Regions from separate parts of the Gossypium hirsutum genome. Here region 1 is linked to region 2. The links are chromatin contacts, called in public Hi-C maps. All regions are on one chromosome and are shown on one strand. The core of a region is the stretch at or near the end of the contact, and the rest is flanking DNA. Distances in the headings are between cores, read along the strand shown.

What was found. A called contact is a pair of places that touch in the nucleus more often than the background predicts.
Region 1: a Hi-C map of leaf shows a contact between it and region 2, with 2.4 times the contacts expected there. The contact joins the promoter of LOC107961714 here to the enhancer-like site in region 2. A contact is called at or near these places in 5 of 34 Hi-C or Micro-C datasets (leaf and petal).

What each region holds. Positions count from the first base shown.
Region 1 is chrA06:54,979,097-54,986,513 of Gossypium_hirsutum_v2.1, forward strand. LOC107961714 (histone-lysine N-methyltransferase ASHH1) reads left to right here and starts at 5,411. Exons shown (of 10, transcript XM_016897787.2): 1 at 5,411-5,872; 2 at 5,961-6,025; 3 at 6,217-6,373. The coding sequence starts at 5,870.
Region 2 is chrA06:54,687,091-54,694,777 of Gossypium_hirsutum_v2.1, forward strand. No RefSeq gene overlaps it. Among protein-coding and RNA genes, the nearest start is that of LOC121231368, 42 kb to the right of the region's middle. Within about 2 kb of position 4,326, at least 6 of the 9 cell types and tissues checked have an H3K27ac peak or open chromatin away from gene starts, as enhancers often do.

The DNA of each region.
Region 1 (7,417 bases), core at 4,161-6,660, 290 kb after region 2:
TCTGATTTGATAAAGGACCAAATTGCACAAAGTGCAAAAGTTGAGTTCTAATAGCTAAAGGGATTAAATAGCTATGGAATTTAAAATTTGAGGTCCTTATATGGTAATTAGACCATTAAAAATGCTTAGTTGTTAAGGATAGTGATTTATCCATGGAAAATAAAATAAAGAAAATGACAAAATTGGAAAGATGAAAAATAATATAATAAAGAAAATATCATCATTTTTATCATCATCTTTCCCAAATAAATATGGAAACCTTAGCCATAGAGAATGGAAGAAAGAGAAAACTTATTTGGCCAAATTAGGTAAGTATTCAAATCTCGTTTTTAATAATTTTTATATTTTTGAGATCGGTATAACTTAATTTAGCTATTTTGGGGATCAATTTGTAAAGTTATCAAAGTTTCAAAGTTTTTCCATGGATGAATATGCTGAAATTTTGAAATTTATGGTAGAAAATGAAAGGTTGTTGATAGATAAACAACTTTTACAAAGAGAATTTTGATGAAATTATGATTTAGGGACTAAATTGTAAAAAATGAAAAAGTCATGGAAAAATTCTAATTTTTATGAAATACATAGGCTGTAAATGTTACTTCTAAAGTTATCAAATTTTCAAAATTTTTCTATGGATGAATATGCTAAAATTTTGAAATTTATGGTAGAAAATGAAAGGTTGTTGATAGATAAACAACTTTTACAAAGAGAATTTTCGTGAAATTATGATTTAGGGACTAAATTGTAAAAAATGGAAAAGTCATGGAAAAATTTTGAATTTTATGAAATACATGGGCTGTAAATGTTACTTGTAAAATTCGACTAGACTTGGAATAAGGATTAAATTGCATGAATTTCATTTTCCGAGCCTAGGGATGAAATCATCATTAATTAAAAGTTTAGGGGCAAAATGGTAATTTTGTATAAAATGTGAATTGGACTGAGTTGAGTATGAATTTTATTAAATTGATATTAAATTTACTCGTATAGATCTGAAAAGACCAAATTCAAAGTTAGAACGAGGAAAAAAGAAAAATGTTGAATTAGTAGATTTTACGTATACGAACAATTGTGGAGGTAAGTTCATGTAACTAAAATGTATGTTTATATGTTTAAATTGAATGTTATGGTTGTGAAATGTATGATTGCCATGTATAAACATAAATCACATACCCGATAATGTCTGACAAGTGTTAATTCCCGTTTGAATAAAGGAAATTCGAATTGTATAAATATTATATATATATATGAAATTGAAAACATATCCGACAAAACCTAATAAATGATAATGCTCGAAAAATGTCAAGTCCCGTTTGAATAAATTGAATTCGATGGATTTAATGGATTTCCTGTAATAGTTGTAGTCTTGCATATGTTGCAGACATATTATAGCTCAGACAAGCATTCTGTTATTTGCACTCTCTAGTTTCCTGTTATATAGTTCAGCAAGCATCCTGATCGGTAGTAATCTTGCATATGTTGCGAATATCGTAGCTCTTCGTGAGCATCCTGTTTATTGATCGATTGTGATCCTGCATATGTTTTAGACACAAACACAACTCTTTGTGAGCGCCCTGTTATGCGATCAGTTGTGATCCTGCATATGTTGCGAACACAAACACAGCTCTTTATGAGCGTCTTGATATCCTCTGAACTGCCTGATATATGGCTATCCAGAGCTCCCGTTACATGGCTCTTTGTGAGCATTCCTGATAGGCTCTTCGTGAGCTTCCTGATTAAATGTTCTTTGTGAACTTCCTGTTTTAAACTCTTATGAGTTTCCTGATTTAGCCCGGATAAGCTTCATGTTACATGGTTCATATGAGCATTCCTGATATATGGGTCGAGAAAGTGCTTCCTAATTATGTACTCTAATGAGTACCTCTGATTATGAATTGACAAATTTCTGGTTTGTACACTTCAAGTGTACTACCTGTGTATCCATCGATATTTCAAATAAATTCAACGGGCAAAATTCTGACATGGGAAAATATGAACACGAAATGAAATATTACAGGTATATGTCTGAAATGCATGAAATGATGATACATGATTTATGGAAATACAAGTTCATGATATATGAACATGGAATTTGTTTAATAAATATGTTCACCCATGAATATAGATTAGTACACCTTGAGTGTATTTCCCGTGTGACATTGATATTTCTAATGATTTAATGGGTAAAGTTCTGACATGAAATAATCTGAACTTGAGACGAAATATTATGAAAATGTACTTGAAATACATGGGTATGATTTGTATATGTTATTTGAATTCATGATGTGAAAAGTATATGTATATAGGAATTTGGTTATTATTGAGCCTATATATGTTTCTTGATGTTTATATGAGATAGTATGACTTAGAAACAAACTATTACCCGTATGTACATGAAGTACATGGTAATGACATTACCTGATATAATAATGCATGGATTGGTTGTTACATGAATGTGGAACATGCTTGATGACTTTGTTCATCCATGATTAAGGACTATTATATGTGATTACTTGGCTAGCATGATGAGGATATGTGTTTAGGGCTTGTGACCAAATTGGTTGATAGTGCCTTTCATGTTTATTTTTGAACATAAATATATGGTAAGTTATTTACCATGTTATACGAACTTACTAAGCATTTCATGCTTACTCTGTCTCATTTTCCCATGCCTTATTGTAATTCAGAAGCTCGTTGGATTGGAAGCATCAGTAGAGATCACTCACACTATCTATCGGCTTATTTCGATATATATATGTGGTAAATCAATTATGGTTATAATGGCATGTATAGGTTAATTAACCAATAATGGCATGTAAATGTTTTAAATGAAACTAGCCATTGGAATGACTTGTGTTTGACATATTTTGATATATTTATAAGTGGATCTATCATGTTTGAAGAATGAGTGTGATCATGCATATATGCATTTGACAAATAGCAAAGTATGAATGATAGATTAACATGTTATTAAATTGTCATATGAGGTACCTAAGAGTACATTGGTTGTATGTGAAATTATGTCATGTTTAAGATATGATTTGAACTTGTTTTAAATGCTTGGATATGATTTGTAAATGTATAAAAGTGTTGGTGTAGGTGGATGACAATATAGGTGAGGAATGTGACTTGGAAAATAGCCTATTTTTGTCTAAACAGGTAAAGACACGGGTATGTGGCTTGGTCGTGTGACCCCTGCACCTACACACGGCTTACCACACTGGCGTGTGACTTGGCCGTGTGACCTAAGTCAGAAAGTTACACGGTCTAAGACACGGGCGTGACACAGTTTGATCATAAGGGCGTGTGACCTCTGCACCTAGGAAAAATTTTAATATTTTGCGAAAAATTCTTTGAGCACCTGGTTTAGTCCCGACACATGTAAGGGACTATATGATGAAATTTTATTGAAATTAGATATGAATACCAAAGAATTATGAAATGTCTATTATTTGTTCTGTAAACTCTGGTAATGCTCCGTAACCCTATTCCAGCGATGGATTTTGGTTAGGGGTGTTACATTCATTTTAGTCACCCAAGCATTAATCATTTACAACAACTAACTGTACATGCAAAATCAAAATCATCTCTACATCATGTTTACATTTTCATTTTGGTCACCTAACTTCTAAGTAGGTTTCATTTTGGTCATCGAAGTTTTTTCAAGTCTTGATCCCGGTAAAAGAAATTTAAGGATTAAAGGAAACAATTAGTAGAAACTAAAAATAATGCATTAAAATTTTGGCTAATTGTATTTGTTTATCCCATTTCTGAAAATTCTATTTTTTTTTCAAATTTTCAATTTTAAATTTCAAAACATTAAAATCAATTAAATAAATTATTGAATTATTTTTCCTTTTATAATGTCAACCGAATGTTACTATAAAATTGAAATTAACAAAATTCAATAATTTAATCTCCTTCTAAATTTTAGAATTTTATTTTATGTTCCCAAACTATCCTTTAATAAATGTCTATGAAACTTAAAATTTTTTTGATTATATAATCTCAAATCTTCTATGTTAAACTAAAAGGAAATATTTTTTTTTTAGAATTAATTAGATAAATTGCTTGCTTTTCGTTTGGGTAAAAAAGTAATGAAAAACTTTTGATTTTGTTCGGCATGGAAGATAAAGTTAATTAATTTGCAAGGTTTTTTCTTTAGTTTTAACTTAACATAAAAGATTTAAGATCATACAATAAAAAATTGAGTTTTGGTAGATAATTATTAAAATTGAGTTATTTGACTTGATTTTAATTTAGAAACATAAAATAAAATTATAGATTTTAGAAGGAGACTAAATTAACTAATTTAATTAATTTTAATATTATAATAACAAATCGGCTGACAATATTAAGAGATAAAAATTTTCAACAAGCTATTTAATTGATTTAGATATTTTGAAATTTAAAATTTTAATATTGAAAAAATAAAACTTTGACAAGAGGGCAAACAAGTACAATTTAACATTTTTAATATATTATTTTAATTTCTATAGCTTTTTCACTTTAATCATTAATATTTTTTTACCCTGACTAGTACTTAAAAAAAAGAAATTTTTTGTATGACCAAAATAAAAGTAATCTAGAAATTAAGGAAACAAAATAAAATTGAAAATATGATGTAGCATGTAGAATCAACTGCAATTAGATATTTTACTTTTTGAAATTTTTTTAATCTTGATACAAATTAAAAAAAAAATCATTTACAAAACTTTGAATTTTTTCATTGTGATTATAGGTTGAAATTTTGGATGTTGCCCGTATTTGAAACTTGGGAGTTGGACTTAAAGATAACTTAATTTTATGTAATTATATTAAGAATCGTATTTACATATTAGTATGACTTTATAAAACTTTATGAATTTCAAAATAGTTTTATTAATATATTCTGTTTGGATATTTTATTTTTTCTTTTAATTATTAAACAACTTCTAAATTTTCTAATTTATGTTATTGTAGATAATTTTTATTAAAATACATATGGTTTAAAATTAAATTTATCAGTAATATTATTAATGTCATATAGTAATTCATGTTTAGTCATTTGTGATAAGTATAACACAAGTTATTGTATTATTATTTAATATATTCTGTCATTATATTTTTATATTATCATTAAAATTAAATTTTATAGATTTTAATAATTATTACTTTTATATATTTATTATAAATATATAATTATAGTATTAAAATATTTTATATTAAATTATTGTTTTTAAAAATTTGTTTCACTTCATAATTTAACATAAAATTTATTATTAATTAATTTTCCCATTAATCAAAATTTTATATAAATATGCAATAGTTATGAATACATTTTTATAAAATAAAAATTATTATTTATTTAATTTTATTTTAAAAATATCATAAATGTATATTAATTAATGCATATTATGGCTGTTCAGTTATAAAATTTAAATTTTTTTAAGCTTTAGGTTGAATTTATCTTAGGTTCAGGCTTTTCTCGAGCTTAGATCTATTACAAGCTCAACTTTCTCAGGTTCAGATTGTTATGGGCTTGGATCGACATGGGCGGACTTTTGGTCTTAGGCTTGTTTTGCCAGCTTTATGTTTGGGTGATTAAAATAAAATTGGTCTAAACATTGAGTGACTAAATTGTAAAGATTTCTTTTTAAGTGACCAAAATGTGAACGCACTAAAATTGGGCGACCGACTGACTAGTTTATCCACTCCCTAATTTTTTGTTCAAATAGTCCGCTAATCAGTTTTCTTCTCTTCTTATCTCAGTTCTCACCCACCGCCGTCCGCTGGTTTTTGCCGGATCTGACCCGTATCCCGTGTCGGAATCCGTGTTGACACAGGTACTGCACCCCAAATTGCCGAGTCCGGGTAACGAAGCTCTCCAATGGTATTATTATGATTATGGTTATGATTATTTTCCTAGAGGTGCTGGTTTTATAGAATTTTTATTACAGCATTATATTGTTTTGTTAAAGGATCCTGAGAATGAAGACCTTCCTCAATATGAACACATTTTTCAAAACGAATTCTCATATCGAAAGTAAGATATTTTTTTGATCATAATCTTTTTAAACTAACCTCATGTTGCTCGTAGCTGCTTTGGTGTTTTCAGTTTCAATTATTTGGAATGCAGCAATTTTATGCATTCTGGAGCCTTTTTTTTGGGTACTGCTTTGCTTTAATTTACGCAAGGATAACCTAATTGCTATCCAAAATTGCATTCTTTTGCAGACATAAAAAGCAAAAAGAGGAAGATATTGCTATATGCGAGTGCAAATTTGACTTTAGTGATCCTGATAGTACATGTGGAGAGAGGTGCTTGAATGTACTAACAAGCACAGAATGTACACCCGGTTATTGTCCTTGCGGTGTTTACTGCAAGAATCAGGTAAAGACTGTTTGGCATGAGTGTGCTTCAAGGTGGACTGGGGGTATGGTTCTACGAGGTTATGTGCTTGTGCTTGTGCTTGTTGTATGTGCGTTTTCCTATGTTGATTTATGTATGGTAGGTCTGTTGATTAATCCCATTGCTTTGACATGTCTCTGTGAATCTGTAATATAAGTGTGTTCATTTTACACATGATAATTGTTTTTTTCTTCCTGGTCTTTATGTTCCTTTTGTTGAATGTTACTAGCTTTCGGTATAATTTGTGTAGAGCTGAATATTTGACTCTAACGGGAACTAATTACTTACTGTATCTAGTTTATTTGGTTCAATTGTGCTTGACATTTCATAAGAAGCTAATTGCAATTTTTCTAATTATCTTTACTTGAAATTTCAACTTTCCTTCAAGTCATTTCAATTCTATTTCATTGCTTCCAGGTTCCATGTGCTGTTTATAGAAAAAGGGTCAGACTTTTTTTTGAAGTAGAACCTATATTTTATACTAACTTTCTCTTCAGCTTGGTCTAGGGGCTAGCAGGAATCAGTTATAATCAACATAACTGACCCATCAAAGCTGGTTTATTGATTAAGTTGGTTAAGGCTTTGGTTAAAATGGTTTAGTCAGTCGGTTATCAATTGTTGAATTTCACAACCAAACTGACCGACTTAATATATATTATTTATTTTAAATATATTTATGATATCATAAATATATAATATATAATGAAGTTAAACCAGATCCAATTTACAAAACCAACCCAATCCAATCCAAATTTATTATAAATCCAATAACTTTAAAAGAACAAGGAAGATGAAAAAACCTTTTGTAAAAAAAAAAATCAGTTAACCAACTTATCCAACCAAACTTATTGAACCCACCAACTTCGCCGATTGCTCACCCTAGCTTGGTATATCTATCAATGAATAGAAATGCGGTACATTTAAGTTCTTTTGCTTGCTTATGATGGACTAATTATGTCTTGAAACTTCACTAACGGGTAAATACAGAACAAGAGTTTTTATGCTGTTGAGTGTAGAACTAATTAT
Region 2 (7,687 bases), core at 3,076-5,575:
GTCACACATCCGTGTGCTAGACTGTATGTAGGTGTAGGGGTCACACGGCCAAGTCACATGCCCGTGTGCCAGGCCATGTGATCAATTCTAGGCACTCTATTTTGGTATTTTAAAGATGCAAGGGACACACAGCCAGGCCACGCACCCATGTGCTAGGCCGTGTGTCACACACGGCTGAGACACACACTCGTGTCTCTGCCCGTGTAGATAAAAATAGGCTATTTTCTAAGCCATATTTCTCACCACATTTTGTCATCCTCCTACAACATTCACATATATGATATAATACCTCATATAATACTTCATATAATCAAGTACACACACAAAGTCAAGTCCTATACATGATATAATACCTCATATAATCAAGTATACACACTTAAATTACAAAATCACATATATGCATATCTTATCAAATATGCTAACTTAATTCAATCATCAATATGCCAATATAATTTCTATCAATCAGCCATTTCAAACACATACCAAACGTATCCATCACAAGCCACTCCAATGGATAGTTACACTTAAAGCATCTATATGTTGATACTGGCCAATTAACCTATACATGCCATTATAACCATAATTGATTTACCATATATATACCGAAATGGGCTGATTGATAGTGTGAGTGATCTCCGCCAAGCTTCTAATCCAACGAGCCTCCAAATTACAATAGAACAGGGGAAATAAAATAGAGTAAGCATGAAATGCTTAGTAAGTTCATATAACATGGTAAATAACTTACCATATATTTATGTTCAAAATAAACATGCAAGGCACTATCAACCAATTTGGTCATAAGCCCTAAACACATATTCTCATCATGTTAACTAAGTAATCACATATAATAGTCCTCAATCATGGATGAACAAAGTCATCAAGCAGGTTCCACATTCATGTAACAACCAATTCATGCATCATTTTATCAGGTAATGTCATTTCCATGTATTTCATGTACATACGGGTAATAGTTCATTTCTAAGTCATACCATCTCATATAAACATCAAGAAACATGTATGGGCTCAATAATAACCAATTTCCCGTATACATAAACTTTCCACATCATGAATTCAAATAACATATACAAATTATAGCCATGTATTTCAAGTACATTTTCATAATATTTTATTTCAAGTTTAGATTATTTCATGTCAGGATTATGCTCATTAAATAAATTAAAATATCAATGGAAATTTGAGAAAATACACTCGAAGTGTACAAATCTATAATCTTAGATGAACATATTCATCAAACAAGTTCCATGTTCATATATCACCGTCTCATACTTTCATATATCATGTATCATCATTTTCATGTATTTTAGGCAGATACATGTAATAATTCATTTCGTGTTCAAATTTTCTCATGTCAGGATTTTTGCCCGTTGAATTATTGAAAACATTAATGGATACACAGGTAGTACAATCGCAGTGTACAAATTAGAAACCGTCAATTCATATTCAGAGGTACCCAATTAGGACACATAATCAGGAAGCATACTCTCCAGCCTTGTAACGGGAAGCTCACACAGAGCCATTTTGGGAAGCTCATAAAGAGCCTATCGGGAAGCTTATCTGGGCTATATAACGAGAAGCTCACAAGAGTTGTAATAGAGAAGTTCACAAAGAACCATATTAGGAAGCTCCGGATAGCCAATATTGGGAAGTTAAAGTGACCACTATCGGGAAGCTCACAAAGAGACAATTTAACGGGAAGTTCACAAAGAACCTTTAAATCGGGATGCTTATAAGAGTTAAGGGGTGTCCACAACAAATGTAGGATCACAACATATCGGGACGCTTCGAAGAGCTATAACGAGAAGCTCGCTGAACCATATAACGGGAAGCTCGAAAGGGCTAATACGGGATGCTCTTTTAAGCTATGGTGTGTCTACAAGATATGCAAGACCACAACCAATACGGGAAACTTGTATCCATCGATTTTCATTTATTCAAATGGGATTTGACACTTTTCTGGCATTGTTAGATATGTTATCATTTCATATATTTATAGTATTTATACAATTCACATAAATACATTCAATACAAACATATAAATATACACAATTTAGTTACACAAACTTACCTCAATAAATGTTCGTGTACATAAAATGTACTAATTCAACACTTTCTCTTTTCCTCGCTCTACTCCGAATATGGTCTATCCGGATCTATACGAGTAAATTTAACATCAATTTAATACAATTCATACTCAATTCAGTCCAATTCACATCTCAGGCAAAATTATCATTTTGCCCCTAAACTTTTAATTAATGACAATTTCGTCCCTCGGCTCGAAAAATGAAATTCATGCATTTTAATCCTTATCCGAGGCCTAACCAAATTTTACATGTAACATTTACAGCCCATGTATTTAATAAAAATTTAGAATTTTCCATGAATTTTACAACTTTACAATTTAGTCCTAAAATCATAATTTCATCAAAATTTACTTTACAAAACTTGTTTATCTATCAACAACCTTTCATTTTATAACATAAATTCCAAAATTTCATTATTTACATCCATGGAAAAATTTTAATACTTTGATATCTTTACAAATTAATCCCCAAAATAGGTAGATTAAACTATCACGATCTCAAAATATAAAAATTACAAAAAACGGGACTTAAATGCTTACCTATTTTGGCCAAATAAATTTTCTCTTTCTTCCATTCTCCATAGCTAGGGTTTCCATGTTTTATTTGGAAAAGATGATGATAAAATGATGATATTTCTTTATTTTATTATTTTTCATCTTTATTTTTCATCTTTCCAATTTTGTCCTTTTCTTTAATTAATTTTCCATGGATGAATTATCATCCTTAACAACTAGGCATTTTTTAATCGTCTAATTACCATATAAGGACCTCAAATTTTGAATTCTATAGCTATTTAATCCTTTTAGTTATTAGAACTGAACTTTTGCACTTTGTACAATTTGGTCCTTTATCAAATTAGACATGTAATTGGTAAAATTTCTTTACGAAATTTTTATACGACATTACTATTGTACTGTAGACCATAAAATAATTTTAAAATAAATGTAATTTCTAGAATCAGATTTGTGGTCCCGAAACCACTGTTCTGATTTTTATCGAAAACGGGCTGTTACACTTTTCCAATTCGACTCAATAATTTTGGATTTCTTTCAATTTAGTCCCTATTGCTCAAAATCAATAATTTATTCCACAAATTAGTTCTTTTCCATTTCTAACTTAAAAATCTATCTATTTAATCCCTAATACTTAAATTATTCAACAATATCAACATCTAAAATCTTGAATAATACTAAAAATTACAATATGGGTTGGGTAGCCCTAGGTATCGGGATTCCAAAAATATAAAAATTATAAGAAAATGACTAAATTGCACTAACCAATTTAGATTTGAACCCTTAGGTCCCTTAGTCGTGCGCCCTTTTCTCTGTTTTCTTTCTTTTCTAATTTGCATGTAACAGAGAATGAAATCTTCTCTTTATTTTGTTATTATTATCATAACTATTATTATTTCTTATTATATAATATACATACATTTTATACTATTTATTTATCATAACATATATATACATATTAGGTTAGCTTAACATATATAATATATATACATGTCATAAACGTTCATTATGACCATCCACTTAAATGAAACAAAGGCATAATTGCTTCTTTAGTACCTTTAATTTATTTCAATTTATAATTTAACTTTTAACTAATATGCGATGTAGTCCATGTACCTTAACGACTCTTAATTTCATGACATTTACTAATCGAAAATTAATTCAATATTAAACTAGCCTCATAAACATTTAATAAAAATATTTACGGGTCTGATTTACGAGTACAAAGTCCCAAAAATATACTTGTCGACACCCCTGACTATCAGGTCGTTATAACCTTGGACGAAATCGTTCCCCCATAGTGTTGTTGCATGGGTCTGTATACCGAGTTTTTCAGGATCATTGTACAAGAGAAGTATTCTCCAGCTATCGGTGAAATGGTGGGGAATGTAATCAAAATTGATTTAATGACATATAAAGGAGCAAGGGGTTAGTTTGCCAAATTTGCAATTTAAATTGACTTAAGGAAGCCGCTCATTTCCAGGATAAGAATCGCTAGTAGGATCCATAGAGTGGAGTATGAATCTTTTCCAATAGTTTTTTTTGGTTGTCCCACATTTGGGCACTTGAAAGGAGATTGTCCTCAATCAAAGATAGTGGAGAATAAGGAGAAAGGATCGAGTGAAGCTGAGGATCCTGTTAGATTGGACCAATATGAAAACACTGGATCAATTCAAGAATGGATTGAAAATGAAAGGTTTGGCAAGTGGATGATTGTGGATTCCCAGAATCGTAGACCAAATAGGAGGACCGATGATGGATAAGAGAGTGGAAAAGGAAACAATCTTTTCGGATCTCAATTTAATATTTTTTCCAAAATAGGTGTCTCACAGGATGATAACAACGAGAATGGTGCAGCTATTTTTAATTTCAGGAAATATAAGGAACAAAGATAATTTACTTGTTAAATTATCAGGTGAGGGTCAAGAAAATCTCTCTGAATCTATTACAAAGATTATGAATGGGAGAAAATTTGATGGGGTAATAAAGGGAAGAATACTAAAGCTAAACGCCATAAAAAAAGGGTTGTGGCTATAAAAGGGTAGGTTGATAAGCAAGCTGTGGGTGGGCCAAGAATGGAGAATCAGGGTGGTGGTATTGAAAGTGGGGTCTGGGCTACCTAAATTTGGTACCAATGGTAACCAAGGAATATTGGATCGAAAATTTCACTCAGTTCATAATTTCAAAGAAAACCAGAATCGAAATTATTTAGTTGGTTTATCTCCTCTTATGGGAAATGAACTAGGCATCAAAAATCTTATTATTCATTCTGCACTCCCTCCTTTTTTGAAGGAAAATAGGAGTATGAGCTCTGAATCTACAGGAGATAGGGAAAATCTTGATGGCCTGGTTGACATGGTTCTTGTTTAACAGGTTATCTAAGGAATGGTGGATCGTTTAGAGGTGGAGGGTAGAGCTGCAGACATGCTAGAGGAGAACACGAAACTGATGGTGTTGGACTAGGCTGTTAATGGACAAATTTTGGGTCGACCATCTGGAGTGGTCCATAAGGGTGAAAGTGATGCGACACTCATAGATGATTCATTTGATGAGTAATAGTGGCTCGAATAATGCTACTGCTAGTTGTCTGGCTTTCTAGCAGGTATGCTCAGTTTGTGAGTTGAAGGATGTTTGATTTAAAGGTCCCAAATTCACTTGGAATAGAGGGAATATATTTGAACGCCTTGATAGAGCCTTACGCAATTCTCGTTGCGAGCTAATATTCCTGAATACTGCTATTTTTCATATGCTAAAAATCAAATCTAATCATCGCCTACTCTCGGTTTCATTTGGAACCAAAATAATAACAAATTCCCTTCGTCCTTTCTAGTTCCTAAGTGGTTGGTTGTCTCATAGCAATTTTAGTTCTATGGTTAATGAGAATTGGAATAGTGAGAGCTCGTTAAAAGATTCGGTTAAAAAGTTTATAGCAGCACTAAGAATGTGGAATAGGGATGTTTTTTGGCACATTTTGAAGAGGAAGAGGAATATAATGCACCAACTTGATGGCATCCAAAGAGTGTTGGAGAGGTTTCTATGTAAAAACCTTCTTAATCTTGAGAAATCTTTACGAGTTGAACTTGAAGGAATTATGGACTTAGAAGAGAGTCTTCTGTGACAAAAAGGTGCGAAGTGATTGGTTGATTTTTGGAGACCGAAACACCAGGTACTTCTATTGTAAGGCTAACTCAAGGAGGCGTTTTAATGAGATCAAAGTTCTAAGATAGTCTGATGGTGAGTAGTGTTATGATGAGGAAGTGTTGAAAGCCGAAACTATTCTTTTCTTTAAAAGGTTGTATATGATAGATGTGTCTAGTATGGGTTGATTTCCTATTCAGAACATGTTCTCCATTCTTGAACTGGGTTTATTGGATTACATTGGGCAAATTCCTTCTCGTCAAGAAGTTCATAATGCTCTCTTTGAGATGGCACCGTTTAAAGTACTAGGGGTAGATGAACTTCATACCCAATTTTATCAGAGCCAATAGAATATTATAGGAGAGTCGCTGGTGTGCATGGTTAAAAGGGTGTTTGAAGTAGGTAATGTTGAATCTTTTCTTAATAAAATGTTGATTGTGCTAATCCCCAAAGTAAGTTCTCTAGAGTCAATCTCTTGGTTCTGACCCATAAGCTCATGTACAGTGCCTTACAAGGTTCTAACAAAGGTAATTGTGAATTGCCTCAAACCTATCATGTCGTATTATATTGTAGCTAATCAAACTATCTTTGTTGGGGGAAAAATATTATGGATAACGTGATTATTACTCAAGAGGATGCTCATTAAATGCAACAAAAAAATGGGAAGAAAAGATGGATGGAAATCAAAATCGACATGGAGAAGGCTTATGATAGATTGAGATGGGAGTTTATTGAGGATACACTTTTAGATGCACAAATTCCTGAGACATTAGTTCATGTCATTATGTAATGTGTCACATATTCTTCCATGAAAATTTTGTGGAATGGGTGCTTCATAGATGAATTTCTCCCTTCAAGGGGTCTAAGGCTAGGGGATCCTATTTCTCCTTATATATTGTGTTAACTATGGAGAAGCTTAGCTAGGCTACTAAGTTGGCTATCACTAAATTTACCTGGAAGCCTATTTGGCTTGAAAGGGGAAGGCCTCTGATATCACATCTTTTTTTGTGGATGATCTAGTGAAGGAAACTGCTGCAGCCATGAAATTTTCCCTTTACCAATTCTGCTTGTTTTCAGCTTACAAAATGCAAAAAAAATAAAAAATTCATTTTTCAGCCAACATTAATAAGCTAGTTAGGGAGATGGTTAGTAAGGAGTTGGGTTTTTAGGAAGTGGATGACTTGGGGATCTATTTTAGAACGCCTTTGTTCCATAAGAGAGTCACTAAGAGTACGTTCAAATTTATTATAGATAAGGTGCAGAGGAGGCCTAACGAGTTTGACGCTAAACTCCTTTCTATGGCTGGTCAAATTACTTTGGCCAAGTCAATATAGTTGGCCACCCTAAGTTACTTTATACAATCAACCATGATTCCTGTAGGTGTCTATGACAAGATTGAACAAATTATTAGGAGCTTTATTTGGGGCTTCATGAGAGATGCCAGGAAAGTGCACTTAGTTAATTGGGAACCATGTTGCCAATCTATGAAGTGCGGGGTCTTGGATTTAGGAGATTGAACCTCCAAAATCACTCTTTTCTTATAAAGGTAAATTTTCAATTTACGACCAATGTGGATGTTTTTTGGGTACGATTGTTAAAGCATAAATATAAGATAATAGACCGATGCCCCAAATCTATTTACCGGTCTTCTTGTTCTTATGTTTGGCGCTCTTGATCAAATATTTGGGAAAAATTTAGGTAGTACATTTCTTGGAGCATAGGAGATGGGAAAGATGTGGATTTGTTTGACAATGTTTGGATCCTTGAATTGAGAGCGACTCGAAATCATATGTTAGCCAACTCAAATAGAGCAGAACAAATCAAGGTAGTTGATATGGTTAAAACAGATGGTCAGTGGAACTGGTCATCATTTCAGTGATATATTGGTAAAAATGTCTTGGACTATATAGCAGTGTGCCTTCCCCCTTGTGAAAT